Linked DNA regions of Zea mays: regions 2 and 3 are each linked to region 1. Evidence: chromatin contacts called from public Hi-C data. All regions are on one chromosome and are shown on one strand. The core of a region is the stretch at or near the end of the contact, and the rest is flanking DNA. Distances in the headings are between cores, read along the strand shown. Region 1 holds the start of LOC732735 (Cyclin-D2-1). Region 2 holds the start of LOC100273763. Region 3 holds the start of LOC103627771 (protein CURVATURE THYLAKOID 1D, chloroplastic).

The links. Hi-C and Micro-C count contacts between places; a contact is called where the count stands out from the background.
Region 2: a Hi-C map of ear shows a contact between it and region 1, with 2.5 times the contacts expected there. The contact joins the promoter of LOC100273763 here to the promoter of LOC732735 in region 1. A contact is called at or near these places in 8 of 25 Hi-C or Micro-C datasets (bundle sheath, ear, leaf and 2 more).
Region 3: a contact with region 1 is called in a Hi-C map of tassel, with 2.2 times the contacts expected there. The contact joins the promoter of LOC103627771 here to the promoter of LOC732735 in region 1. A contact is called at or near these places in 13 of 25 Hi-C or Micro-C datasets (bundle sheath, ear, endosperm and 4 more) and 2 of 3 datasets of contacts at active chromatin or transcription factors (leaf and seedling).

Annotation. Positions count from the first base shown.
Region 1 is chr5:217,350,164-217,354,523 of Zm-B73-REFERENCE-NAM-5.0, forward strand. LOC732735 (Cyclin-D2-1) reads right to left here and starts at 2,422. Exons shown (of 6, transcript NM_001112364.2): 1 at 2,034-2,422; 2 at 1,750-1,836; 3 at 1,566-1,664; 4 at 1,267-1,468; 5 at 1,036-1,157; 6 at 625-877. The coding sequence starts at 2,357. The coding sequence ends at 644.
Region 2 is chr5:217,579,442-217,583,801 of Zm-B73-REFERENCE-NAM-5.0, forward strand. LOC100273763 reads left to right here and starts at 1,717. Exons shown (of 23, transcript NM_001360436.1): 1 at 1,717-1,875; 2 at 2,085-2,154; 3 at 2,280-2,978; 4 at 4,284-4,360. The coding sequence starts at 2,107. It overlaps LOC103627772 (a long non-coding RNA gene), which reads left to right. Exons shown (of 4, transcript XR_002262548.3): 4 at 92-426.
Region 3 is chr5:217,483,054-217,487,413 of Zm-B73-REFERENCE-NAM-5.0, forward strand. It overlaps LOC103627771 (protein CURVATURE THYLAKOID 1D, chloroplastic), which reads left to right and starts at 2,509. Exons shown (of 5, transcript NM_001156482.2): 1 at 2,509-2,758; 2 at 2,829-3,058. The coding sequence starts at 2,629.

The DNA of each region.
Region 1 (4,360 bases), core at 1,172-3,671:
ATAAATAGAATGGACAAGACAGGTAGAGTAGCAAATACTCGCAATCAAGAATAACCAATGAAGGTACATTGGTCATAATCAACCAATGGCCCCAGCGCAACCAAAACGGAACGCCGAATACCATATTACTATCAACAAGTGACAGCTCACCATTAAGAAAAAATAAAACATATCTGTAGTTTATGGAAATATATCAAATTGTTCTATTCCTCTGCCGATCCATCTTTGGATTCTTCTCACCCGACAAATGTTCAATTGCCCAAGGCAATCCTTGCCTAAAGTTCATTGCGAATTGAAGGTACAAAATGGTACGAGAGAGCTCTCATCTCTATGCCGTATGTAAATTCCTTGTTCCCCCTCTCTACCTACACCAGCATCCCTGGACTCTAGTGTCTTGCGCTTGCATTCCCCTTACGGATGCCAATTGCATGAACTGGAATCGCAACACTGGCTCGCAGGACGCTGCTTGTTATTTTTCTCTCTCTCTTTATATGGAACACTGAGTAGTGTGCATGTTTTGTTGTTCCATTCAGGCAACTACTTGACGAAACCATAATCCTTGAGAGGCCAAACTAAATTTAAGATGAATGAACCAATCAAAAACTCCTAGAACGGTGAGGAGCACACCTGAAGCATACCACAACTAGAGTAGACGTCTAGTGATCCTTCTTCTCTTGCTCGTGGAAGAACTATGGTAGCATACTGCAGGAGATCCAACAGTAGCATCATCGCTTTGTTGACTCAGACAGGCAGCGGCATCCAGGACGCCTATGGGGCTTCGTGGCACAGAGGAAATTGATGATCCAGCAGACTTTAGGACAATGCTTCCCACAGCAATCTTCTCTTGAATCATTTCATGACATCTTAAAACCCTCTCCTAAAACGTGTTAACGGTGTTTTAGACTATTTTGGAAACAATTTGAGCAGGCTTTAATGGTAAGTAAAACATGGATAAACAAGTCTGCTCTCAGAGGATACCATCCAATGGTAAGTGTCATATGGTTTAGTAGGAACATCGAGCTCTGAAATTATTACCTTGTCCAAATAGTTGCAGCTAGTAGCAGCTCTCTCAATTACAGAACTGCTGCATTCCCCGATCGCCGCAAGAGCAACACTGGCAGCAATCTCTGAGGGTCTGAATACCACGAATTCAGCACCTGCAGACCCAATTGTCACGCTTTAGAAATTGATTGCTGCCAAATTGAGAATTTTTCTATGCCGATCAATAAGGTCAGGAATCATACTGGACTAAGTCCTAAATTGTACCTTTAGCAGTGCTCAAGACAAGGTCGGAAGAGCGAGAGCGCGCAAGCAAGGAGGGTGCACCATGGTCACTCAATTTATGAAGAAAGTATTCAACAAATGAACAAGCAGTAACAGCATGCATCCTCCACTTTAAGGTGCGTAGCACCAGAAGCTCCATCCTTTTAATGGTCCTTCCCTCAAAAACAAACTTTGCCTCGGCTACCTGCCACACAAAGTCGAAAATTACTTTGCTGGAAAAGAGAATCAGAACAGCACAATGTATGTGCAAGCAAGTGATGGGATCCATCGCACTGGCTCACCTGCAAATCCAAAGGGAGTGGCACAAAAGTCTCTTCTATTTTCGAAGCCAAAGACAAGCATGCCACTGCTAAGAGCTGAGTCATCCAAGCTCTGCCTTCCTGCCATGATATGGATCTTCCTCCCATCAGCACTAAGTTATTTGAGTAGGGCTGTTTCCAGCGACACTAAAATTGCAAGACTTACAGGAAAGTCATAGGTGGAGAGGAATCTATCGAGGTAGTTCACAGACAGAACTGCAGTCAACGGTGCGAAACTGTAATGTTCAATGACCTATCCAGCAAAAAAAGATGTGGATTCAGTGAGCTTTGAGGCCGATTTATGTTGGAAGAAGGTACCGATGAGCATAAATCAAGTGAAGAACCACGATGAGCTCTATAAAAGATAGACCTTTACGCAAATCCAGCGAGCCACATCTCCGCATCTCACTAGCATAGCAAGCAAAGGATCCATCGATTAAGTGAACTCACCTTCCAAATCCAGTCGACGGCATCCTTCCTGACGGCGGCCAAATCCAGGTCCCCATGCCGTCGCTGCAGCTTCTGGAGGTACCCCTCCGCGGGCATGTGCTCCACCTCCTTCTCCACGAGCGCCGCAACGCAGTCATCCGAGAGCAAGGGGAACTCCGTCAAGAACCCGTCGACGGCAACCCCGGCGGCGGCGGCGGCGACGACGGTGTCGCGTGGCGGCGTAGCTGCGGCCGCCCAAGAGGACTCGTCGTCCAGGCCGAGAACAGCAGCGTTGTCCTCCGCGCACAGCAGCACGGAGGCGGCGCAGTCATAGCCAGGCACCATGCTTGCCACGCCACCTACTTGCCGAAAACGGCACGAATGCGAGACTGGAGCAGCGAGCAATCAATTCACCAGCGAAGCTCCTCCTCCCTTTCCCCTTCTTGCGAGCTGATTCTATGGAGTCTGGATTTGCTACTCCTCCCCCTCCCTGCTCCCTCTCCCCTCTTCCTCTTCTTGATTTATTCAGATAATATAGATAGAAAAAAGGTACATGTTTTTTTGCCTATTTTTTCCTAATTGTGTTCTTTATCAAGTGGAGAGGACAGAGGAGCGAGAGAGAGGAGGGGGAGGAAGACGCCGGCAAGGCCACTGCAGTGTGTAAACAGTAGGAGAGAGACTAGTGGAGTGGAGGAGAGCAGGGTTTATGTAGGGCGGCCGGGCGCTGTGCCTAGTGAATAGTGATGGTGGTGGTGGAGCGGGTTTTGGATAGAGACGAGGGGTTTTCTGTAAAACATGCCTGCGACTCCTTGGGGCTTTGTTTTGTTTTGTTTTTGGCATTTTCCTAGGAGAGTTTTTGGAGCGCGGATCCTTTGCGCGCACGACACTGGATCGTGTTTTGCGTGAGGTGTGTCGCGGGGGCAAGTTTTTTTTTCCCGTTGTCACTGTATCATCATTCAAAACTGCGTCATTGTAGGCTAGTAAATTCGATGCAGGGCGCGTTGGCATTGAAGGGAAGTCTAGTACTAGTAGAAAACAAAACATGTTGAGAAAATTATACGGACTAGTTCATTTGATTGTTGATTTATCGAGACGCAATTAAATCTTTTGAATTGGACAGCGAACTCGGAAATTGAATGGTTCCGGTTCCACCCAAGCGTTCAATTGTAACTAGATAATTTGGCCTCAGGTCATTCCGAGTGGAGTTTTATTGCACGGTTTTTAAAATGACACATCATCAACTTTTATTGTGTATCCTAAGTTTTATCTGAATGAAACTATCTCCCTCCTTTCATAAAACTCTCTATATCTCTCCAATCATAAATATTGTGTCATCTCATGAAACTCCCACTATGAATGGCCTCACACTCCACATGAATTGGCTGGTATCCAAAGCTTTGATTGGAGGCCCAGTTGATTGATGGCCAAAACTTGAGTGTCAAAACTGGCAATCTAAGGTCTTAGCCACTATTTGATTCGCTGCCAGCACTTGCCATTATATCTCTGGTGAAAATATTGCCCAGCTTTTGGCAGTTTTAGGCTTTTAGCTGCCTCGCTTCTCCTTACAGCCGATGTGGCTTCAGCTAGCAGCTCTACATACAGCAATCGTAGCTGATGCTGAAACAAACAGCCTTAGGCCTGTTTGGAAATGCAGTTTTGAAATACCGTAATTTTGAGATACCACAGTTTACAATTGTACATGACACAAATACTACGGTATTAATTTACCACAGTAAAACCACAGTATTACTCAAAACCGAGATATGTTTGGTTTCATTAGAAAAACAAAGTATATGTAGAGAGAAGAGAAGAAAACTGAGGTCCCGACTGGAGTTTTAAAAACTCCAAAAATACCACGGTTTTGGGTAAACCATGGTATTTACAACTATGTTTTGTCTATACAAACTAAGGCCCTGTTTGGGAATGCAGTTTTAAAATACTATAGTTTTGAGATACTATGGTTTACAATTGTACATGACATAAATACTACGGTATTGCTTTATCACAATAAAACTACAGTATTGTTCAAAACCGAGATCTGTTTGGTTCTATTGTAAAAACAAAGTATATGTAGAGAGAAGAGAAGAAAACTGAGGTCCTGAGTGGAGTTTCAAAAACTCCAAAAATACCGCAGTTTTGGGTAAACCATGGTATTTAAAACTGAGTTTTGACTCTACAAACCAAACACCTTTTGAGCTCCAATACTATAGTATCATCAAATACCATAGTATTGTTTTAAAACTGCAAAAATACTACAATTCCAAACAGGGCCTAAACACCTTTTGAGTTTCAATACTATAGTATCATCAAATACTGTAGTATTATTTTAAAACTGCAAAAATACTACA
Region 2 (4,360 bases), core at 467-2,966, 230 kb after region 1:
TTTTGCACAACCTCTTCCCTCTCCACCATCCTGGGCCTACATGCACGCATGTTCACCGATTTAATCCATCGACCTCTGTTTTTTTCTGCAGGATTACAGCTGCAACATTCCTAATGGTTTTAACCCACCGGCAGCGAACAGCCATGGAAGCTTGTCAGAACCTCTGTCGCCAGCTGCAAGCCTGCAATTGCCACGAAGCACCACAGCACCAGGGCCAAAAACGTCTTTAGACCACCACCCGATATACAATTTAGGTGCTGTTTGGTTCACGAAATGTAACGTAAAGGGTAATAGTAATGGTTTACACTCGATTATGGCCGATAATAAGTTTAAATAGTCTGATATCAATTTTTAGTATGATATCTAATTACGGTTGAACTAAAACAAATATGATTTAACGTTATCGTTTATCCATTACGTTACAAATTTTTGAACCAAACGGTACCTTAGGTCATGACTCCTCCGACCACGCCGTTCGGAAAAGGTACCGACACGCGGCCCCCGCAGCCATGTGACCGCTCCTCCCCACGGCTCCCCATGCGCCGCCCCAGACACAGAACACGGGAGGCCCACGCGATGTACCGTCCTCGATGCCCGCCACGTGTAGCCCCGCCGGATCGAACGGACCAGCGTGCGCTGCGGGAGAGGGCAGGAGGCAAGCGTTCGGCCGGCCGGTCCAAACTCCATCTAGTCCACCCCACTCCACTCGGTCATTCTCCTCCACAGTAGCACAGCTAGCTCTTGCCCACCACCGCCACGGGCCCACGACGTCCCAACCCGGTCACCACTAACGTTTCGACCGTTACGGGAGGGCCCCTGTTCCCCCGACGTTGCCGCGCGCGCCCTGACGTCGTCAACGCTGCTCCGCTCGGTCGGTGAACGCAGCTGATTCCGAGCGACTCTCCACATGGGTCTGTTTGGTTTAGCTTTTTTCTGACCAACTTTTCTGAAAATCCGGCTGTGGAGAGAATCTGGCTGTGGGGAGAATCTAAGTATTATTACGATTACGTGTAGAGGAAGATAAAGTTGTTTATAGGGCTCAGGATCTAGAAAGTAACGAATTCCTACTATTACAACGACTCAACCGATTATATGTTTATGTTGATTTTGGATGGTTTTTGCCCCCAACGAATTTTATAGAAGCTGTCTGAAAAACTGAGCGTTTGGCAGTCCGCAGTAGCTTTTGGTGGCCAGAAGCTGCCAGAAGCCGAAACAAACAGGGCTATTGTGGCCTACGGCGAGGCTCAACGGAAAGAAAGGAAACCGTCGGCCAAAAGAGAATGGGCCAGCTATCGTTGGGGCGCTTTTTCGCATATAGGCCCCTCTTTGCTCAGGATAAATGCTATTGCTTGCATAACTTGGGGACGGTTACTGCACCTAATCACCTATGCACCGTATATATATAATATACGGAGTAATAAAAGATAGTAAAATTACCGCGTGTTAAACTGGCAGCGTTGTTCTCCAATCAATTGTTTGATATGCGCCTATTTTGTTCGAAGAGAAGGAACAATGCATTTCTATGATATACTATATGATACCGTACGGTAATACCGGGCCAACAGAGGGCCTAACTGCAAAAGTTTCGCCCGTCCCTTTCCTGTTTATTCGAAGGCAGTGGGGTTTTAGTATTTTTTCTAGTTACGCCCATGAGCTAATAAACTCGTACTTGTCCCTTTCCTCCTGCTCGGCTCCGCCTTCCCCACTCGTCCACTCCCCGTACACTCCATCGCGCTCGACGCTCCCGTCGCTGTCGGCCACCGCGCTGCGCTGCGCTGCTCGCAGAGTTCGTCCCGACGCTCGTCCGAAGAAATTCAAATCCGGGGCGCTCGCGTCACTCCCAGCGACAAATCCGCGCGTAGATTCGGCTCCCAAGTAAGCATTTCTCCCTGCACGATTCAGCCGACTCCCATCCCCCCCCCCCCCCCCCCCCCCCCCCCCCGAAATTCCTCCCGTGTTCAAATCTGCGGCTGCGGGAAAATTTTTCGAGGGGTTTTCGGGTCTGGGAATCACCCGCATTTGGTGCGGCTGGCTCGGGATTTTTTCTGATTTTTGCTCGATTTTGTTCTCTTCGTCCGTTTCAGTTGGAACCCGCATGCGCTGGCCATGTTCACGGAGGGGCTAGATCGCGACGCCCTCAAGTGGGTGCGAGAGGTGAGTGAGCTCGCCGCGCCGCCGGCCCTAGCTGAGTTCAGCTGCTGCGGCTTCGGGTTCCCGTTCTCTGATGCGTGTTTTTTTGTGTGTCCCTGGTGGTGGTTGTTGGTGGAATGCGTCTGCAGGGCCAGGGAGCGGCGGCGCTGCATAGCCACGACCGGATGGACGCGCTGCGTGCCGTGCGCGGAGCGGCCGGCCGCGGCGGGCTTGGCATGCCGACGCCGGAGAAGTTTCGGAGCGGCCACATGCCGCGCGGCGCGACGGTGCCGCTGTCACGCTCCTCGCTGCGCAGCGACGACGGCACCGCCGCCTCGGGATCCGACATGGACGAGTCGTCGGACAACGATGAGATCGAGGTCTGCAGCGGCAGGTACTCGGTCGACTCGTCACCCCGCCGCGACGACGTGACCCGACGAACGGCCGTTCCCCTCTACCGCTACGCCACCATGCCTGGGCAGCAGAGCTACTACTCCACTGATGATGGCTACTCGGACTTGAGCTCTTCGCGTGACACGGCACTGCCAAGAGCTAAGGCACAGCCGTTGGGACGGCCGCAGGCACGGGTCGTTGAGTATGCTGATGAGGAGTACTCCGTATCTCCAGGCACCTCCGAATTTTCTAGCCAGGTGGAAGGGCAGAGCAATGGTGTGACCTCCAAGGGTGGGTATGTATCAGAGTACTCCCATACTGGTCCAGCCCGAAGAGAAGCAAACAATTTGGGTCCTAAGAATCGTGCAGCAGCTCCAGCGAGGATGCGATACCAACATGACAGCCATTCTGCTCATGTCCCCGCTCGAGAGGATGTGAAATCAACACGTAAATTGGTTAGTTTTCTTTGTTTATTTACAAAGATTTTTCATTCATCTACCCCACTCTTTTTCTATGTGATAGCACCATCTGTAAGTTCCATTTTGTTTCAAGTTGGGGTTGCATTTAAATGTGTGGGAAAATGCTAAGTATAACATGGCGCTTAACGAATAATATTCCTAATAAATATGATAGTTGTGAAAGCATCACATAGTTGTCAATATTTTTTTTATATATACCCAGAAATATTTTAAAACCCAAATGTTCAAAGTATAGTTATTTACATGGATCTGAGACAATATGTGTTTTATTTTTGAAATGGTTTGGCAAACACTCTAGTTAATTGATCAATTGATTCCTTTTTTTGACTACACGGCAGGGAAGGCCCCTACCAATTTTTTTGTATTAATTTGGGTAAAAAAAAGTCACAACAACTTCCCCTGGGCCCAAAGAAAAAAACCGTAAAAAACATCAGGGTGATTCTCTATCAATCGATTCTTCAGACACAATTTTCTGCAAACATGGCTGGTTCAGTGAGTTATCTTGGGTTTTCATAGTTAAATGTTTATATTCGAGTAATTCCATTCCCGTTCCCATGTGTATGTAAGCCACTCCTGATTCCACTGAAGGATAACACACATGCATTTAGTTTACTAGGATGATGGTTTGGATCGCTCATGAAGGAATTTTGCCTCTGAATGATCCAGAAATAATTGAGTTTTTATTTCTTTTTTCATTTATTGATATGGAATGTTTAAGTAGCATAAGCACTAAGTCTCAACTGACTCAAACTGCTCCTTTTCTGGTTATAGTCAATGTGTACTACGACACCCAAAGTTGCTAGTAAAATTTTGGATGTCCCTGGAACATGCCTTTTACCTTGATTCTTGACATATCTTACTGGGTTCTGATGTCCTCCAAAGGAAACAGCTAAATCATCTTTCTGAGATCATTTAAATAGCAGGTTATATTGCCATGTTTCTTGCTTTCTCTTTCAGCCACTTTGCGTACACGGTAGACGCCGTGTAAACGCTACACTGTGGCTTACTATAATACTATGTCCATTTAATCAGCCGTTTATCCTATTTAATCACTGTTTAGTCTGTTTAAAGGCCGTTTAGCCTGAATAAATAGCTAAACGGTTGGTGACCGGTTGGTCTGTGCTTTGACCAATGACATTATTCATCATCCTCGAAAATAAACTTTCAGTTACAGCACCGAATGGTATTTAGATCTTACATGGTCCTATGTTGTTGATTGACTAGTTTCTTGGTGTGACTTCCTTAAAGACACCCAAGCTTGATGATTTCTTTCATGTACAGAATGGGTCATCTGGTGATATTCCTAGTGCGCCGCCAATAAATGATTATGACCAGGACCATCAGCCAGTAACTCATGA
Region 3 (4,360 bases), core at 1,259-3,758, 130 kb after region 1:
GTATGGTTTAGTATCGTAGAGTTTACTGTTTACGAGAATCGTGGTGAAAGAATCAGTTTGAATTATAGGCGGAATATAGGACAATAGTATTTTTTAAAGTTTTATGGGATATGAACCATACTTACGGGATGACATGGTTGGATAAAAGGTAATTTGATAAGGGGATAACATGGTTGGATAAAGGTTAATTTGATAAGAATTTAGAAACCATAATTGTCGAAATCAGAGTCCGGGCACAGAAGTTTTGGATTTTACTATCATAAGAATTAGAAAAATAAAAGGAAGAAGGAATATTCTTGGAATATTCCAAAAATTGAATATTTGAAGATATTTGGAAAATAAAAAATGCAAATATATTTTTGAGCAGAGTGTTAGGACCTATTTCTAGGCTATTCATAGGCAGAGGTTTATGTTGGTGGCAACTGTTCTACCTATTGTGTCACATGGGGCAACAGTAAGGTGAGACCCAGACAACTAGAATACTGTGATATTCTGGTACGGACGGACTATGGTATCTTAGGCCAGGTTTTATAGGATTGACAGCGTATCCATACAAAAATGGTTCGTCTTTCTTTTTGGAAGCCTGGTTCGAAAAAACCTCAATGTTAAGTGTGCTCAACTTGAAGCAATTCTAGGATAGGTGACCAACCGGGAAATTCTTATTGGAAGGAAAATTACAGTTAGCAGAGTTTGTATGACTACGATATTGGTCTAGGAGGTCTTAGGTGAGCTGAACAACATGATGGATGAGCAGTTAAATATTTGGGTGACTAGATGAACGATGAATAGTAGGATGAAGGGTTCGATGAACGATGAATAGTGAGTATGAACGATCCGATGAACGGTGAATAGTCCGTACGAATGACAAACGATGAATAATTCGTATGAACGAACGATAAACGATGAATAGGGATTATGAATGAACGGACGAATGGTCGAACGATTGGACGAATGAACGATCAGAATTTCGGAAGCATGACGACTGAACAATAATTATTTGGTCGAACGAAAAAACCATAATCAATCGGACAAACGATCGAACAAACTAAAAACATTTGGACAAACGATCGAATTAACAAACGAACGATCCTTGTGCTTGTGTGGGAGTGAGTGAACGATCCTTGTGTTTGTGTTGTGCTTGTGTGGGAGTGAGTGGGAGTGAGTTGTCATGAAATGGCTTGGGATGGCATGAGGGAGACCCTTGCCCCTCTATTTATATGCAAGGTGGGGGATTAGGGGAGGAGGCGAGGATTAGTTGGAGGAAGCGAGGATTAGTGGGAGATAAGTATGTATTAGCCGTGGATAAGTAAAATTAGATTGTAGAGCTTATTGTATGACATCGGAGGCATATATATGTATGAGCAAATGGAAAATTATTAAGAAAATATTTGTAAGGATTTTAAAAATGATTCTGATGATATTTTTAGTAGAAAAATATTTGGAGAAATATCAGTGGAATATTATGCAATATTTCTGAAAAGAGTTTGAGGAGATGTCTGGAAAAATATTTGTAGAATATTTTGAGGAGAATTTTGGAGGGAAAATAGATCACTATATTTTCTTTGTTGAGATCAACTCGTAAACAAAAATTTTAAAACAAAATTTAAAATTTATTTTGAATTTAGAGCGAGTTGGAGAAATTTTCTAGATTTGAATTTTCAGAGTGCTACAATAGCCCCTTGGATTCTTCATGTATCAATCTACCTCCATGGTTTTGATAGATTTTTTTATAGAATGTTATGCCATTCTATGGGGCTTAAAAATTCATTAAGTATTTACCTATTTTTTTAAAAAAAAAGGACAAATCCACTTTTTAAATCAATTCAAACCAAGACAAGAAAATAATTCAAGCGTTTTAAGGATTTAGGAGGTCAGTTTGGTGTTTGAAAAGGAAACATCGACTTCGATAATAGTTCAAGTAGCTAGAATGAATGCTAGTTCACAATCTTTGATGACCGAAGACGTTTAAATACGATCTAGGCGTTGTTCAGGAATAGACCAGGAATCAATCCAGCTGATCAAAATTTATATAAATTAGAGAAACAAACTGGCTAGAAATTGTTGCAGGCTTCTATTCCGGAACAATCGAACGGCCTCTAAAGAAAACAAATTCATGGCGTGCAACTGAACAGATGGTCAAACTTTTTTCTGCCTATATGGAGTTATGGTTGCTACAGTGGACAAGCACCGACGAAAGAAAAAATTAAAAAAAAGGAGATTCTTTCCACAGACATGACGGCCCCCCGGGAACAGGAGAGAAGCAAAAGCGAAAGCACGGAAGCACCACGCCACCACCTGTCGTCCAACCACCAATGCACAAGAATCGGCTCGGCCCCAGACAGCAGAGACCCAAACGCACAGCCAGGCAAGGGAGCCGTGAGTCGTCGGAACTCGGACGTCAGTACGTCACACAAACTGCCGAGCCGTTGTGGGGCGAGCAGGAAACGGACTGCAGGAGCAGGACTGCAGGAGCACCAGGAGCCTTGGAGGTGCACTCCACCAGTAGGAGTACTTCCTCAAGTCCTCATCCCCCATTCCTCCTCGCGGCTCATAGAAACCTCAAAACCCAACCAGGACAGCGTCCACAGAAAGAAGAAAGAGCACAGAGAGTGGAGTAGTGGACAGACCATGGAGCTCTGCGTCTCTACACCCCCATCCTCCGTCCGCGCCACCGCCGCGCCCATATCCTTCGCCCCGCCCCGACGTGGCGCGTCTGCCTCCACCGCCGTTCCGCCCCACCGCCGCATCCCAACTCGAGGTACGGCATACCCAGCCCTCACTCTGTACCTCACGCGCTGTCTCGCTTGCTCTGACAGTTTCCGTTTCAGTCTGGCGCTGCGCCAGCGCGGCCGTGCCTGGCCCGGTGCCCTCCGAAGAGCCGGCATCCGCCTCCTACGCCGTCGTCGTCACGGACAAGCCCGATACGCCTGCCGACGACAAGGCCGAGGAGGTTAGCGCCGCGCCTAGTGGCTCCGCGGAGGCGCCTATGGCAGAGCTGGTGCCGTCAGAGGCGTCATCATCCCCAGATGATGGCGGCCTGGATGAGATTCTAAGCAAGGTATCGCCGCCGTGCTGCGGACACGTTACCTGCTTTGCTGTTCAGGGTCCCAGGTCCCAGCGGCTTTATTTTGCCTTTCGATTCCGATGCGGTGCCACCTTTGAATGCTACAGTGATTAAATCCCTTACTATGCAGTTTTGAATGCTGAATAGATTAAATCTCTTCCTATTCAAAATTATATAGGAAGGAATTTAATCCCCTCAATTCCCTCCGATCTAGATACAACCGAACATAAGCGCTTGTTCGTTTTGTGGTGGTTTCAATGGGATTTGAGGGGATTTAATCCCTCCCATTCAAAAATTTGTATAGGAGGAAATTTAATTTCCTCAATTCACCCCTAACCAAACGAGCCTTATGTAGAATTAAACCGAACTGGGATGCTTTTTTTCCTATCCTATATCTTAAATGAGTCCTACAGAAAACCAATAAGCTCAATTTGACAATATAACTACATCTGGGCAAAACAGAAACTGCTGTCCTTGGCTCATTGCTATAATAGACTAATATAGTGAGAGTGCAGTAACTTTTTTCTGTTAGGCAGTCCATACAAAATAAAGAGGATCACCTATGAAAATATAACATCCACGAATGCTGTTTTGATTGGCCCAGTTAATTGCATTATCACCTACATCGTTGTCAGGGCTGTATCGGATAATTTTGAGGCTTATGGTGCGTGAAACAGAAATTTGGGCCCAATTAGGGCATGTTCGTTTTAATCTCCATCTATGTGGATCGGAGGAGATTGAGTGGATTTAAATCTGTTGCAAGTCAAAATTCATCTCAATCCCCTCCAATTCCATATGAATGGGAATAACCGAACAACGTTTTACAGGTTGAGAAAAAAATGGATCCTATTCTCTTATCATTATGCCTTGCCAAAAACAAATATTGGGACTCTCGCAAGATTGACTACCATGATACACTAGTGTTTACCTAAAATGTGCTATCCTTCTGCAATGAGATGTGAGTTAATTTAAAAAAACTCATTAGTTATGGTGATTGTTGATTGAAAGATTAAAGTGAGTGAGAGAGATGCCTCCTTGTGACTCTATGGTGGGTATCAATTGGAGGTAGGGATAATGCATGAGCCTTAGGAGTTGATTGGCCGGGGCACGGAAATTTTATTGCTAATTTATTTGTTATCCATCTAATTTGTTGATTAGTACTAATACAACGTATAGTAGTTGGAAAAATTGGGGTCCTGGGATTTTGGAGGGCCCAAGTAAATGCACACCATGTACATGATTGCAGTACGAGACTGTTTCGTGATGCATATAGTACATCTCACTATCATGTATTGT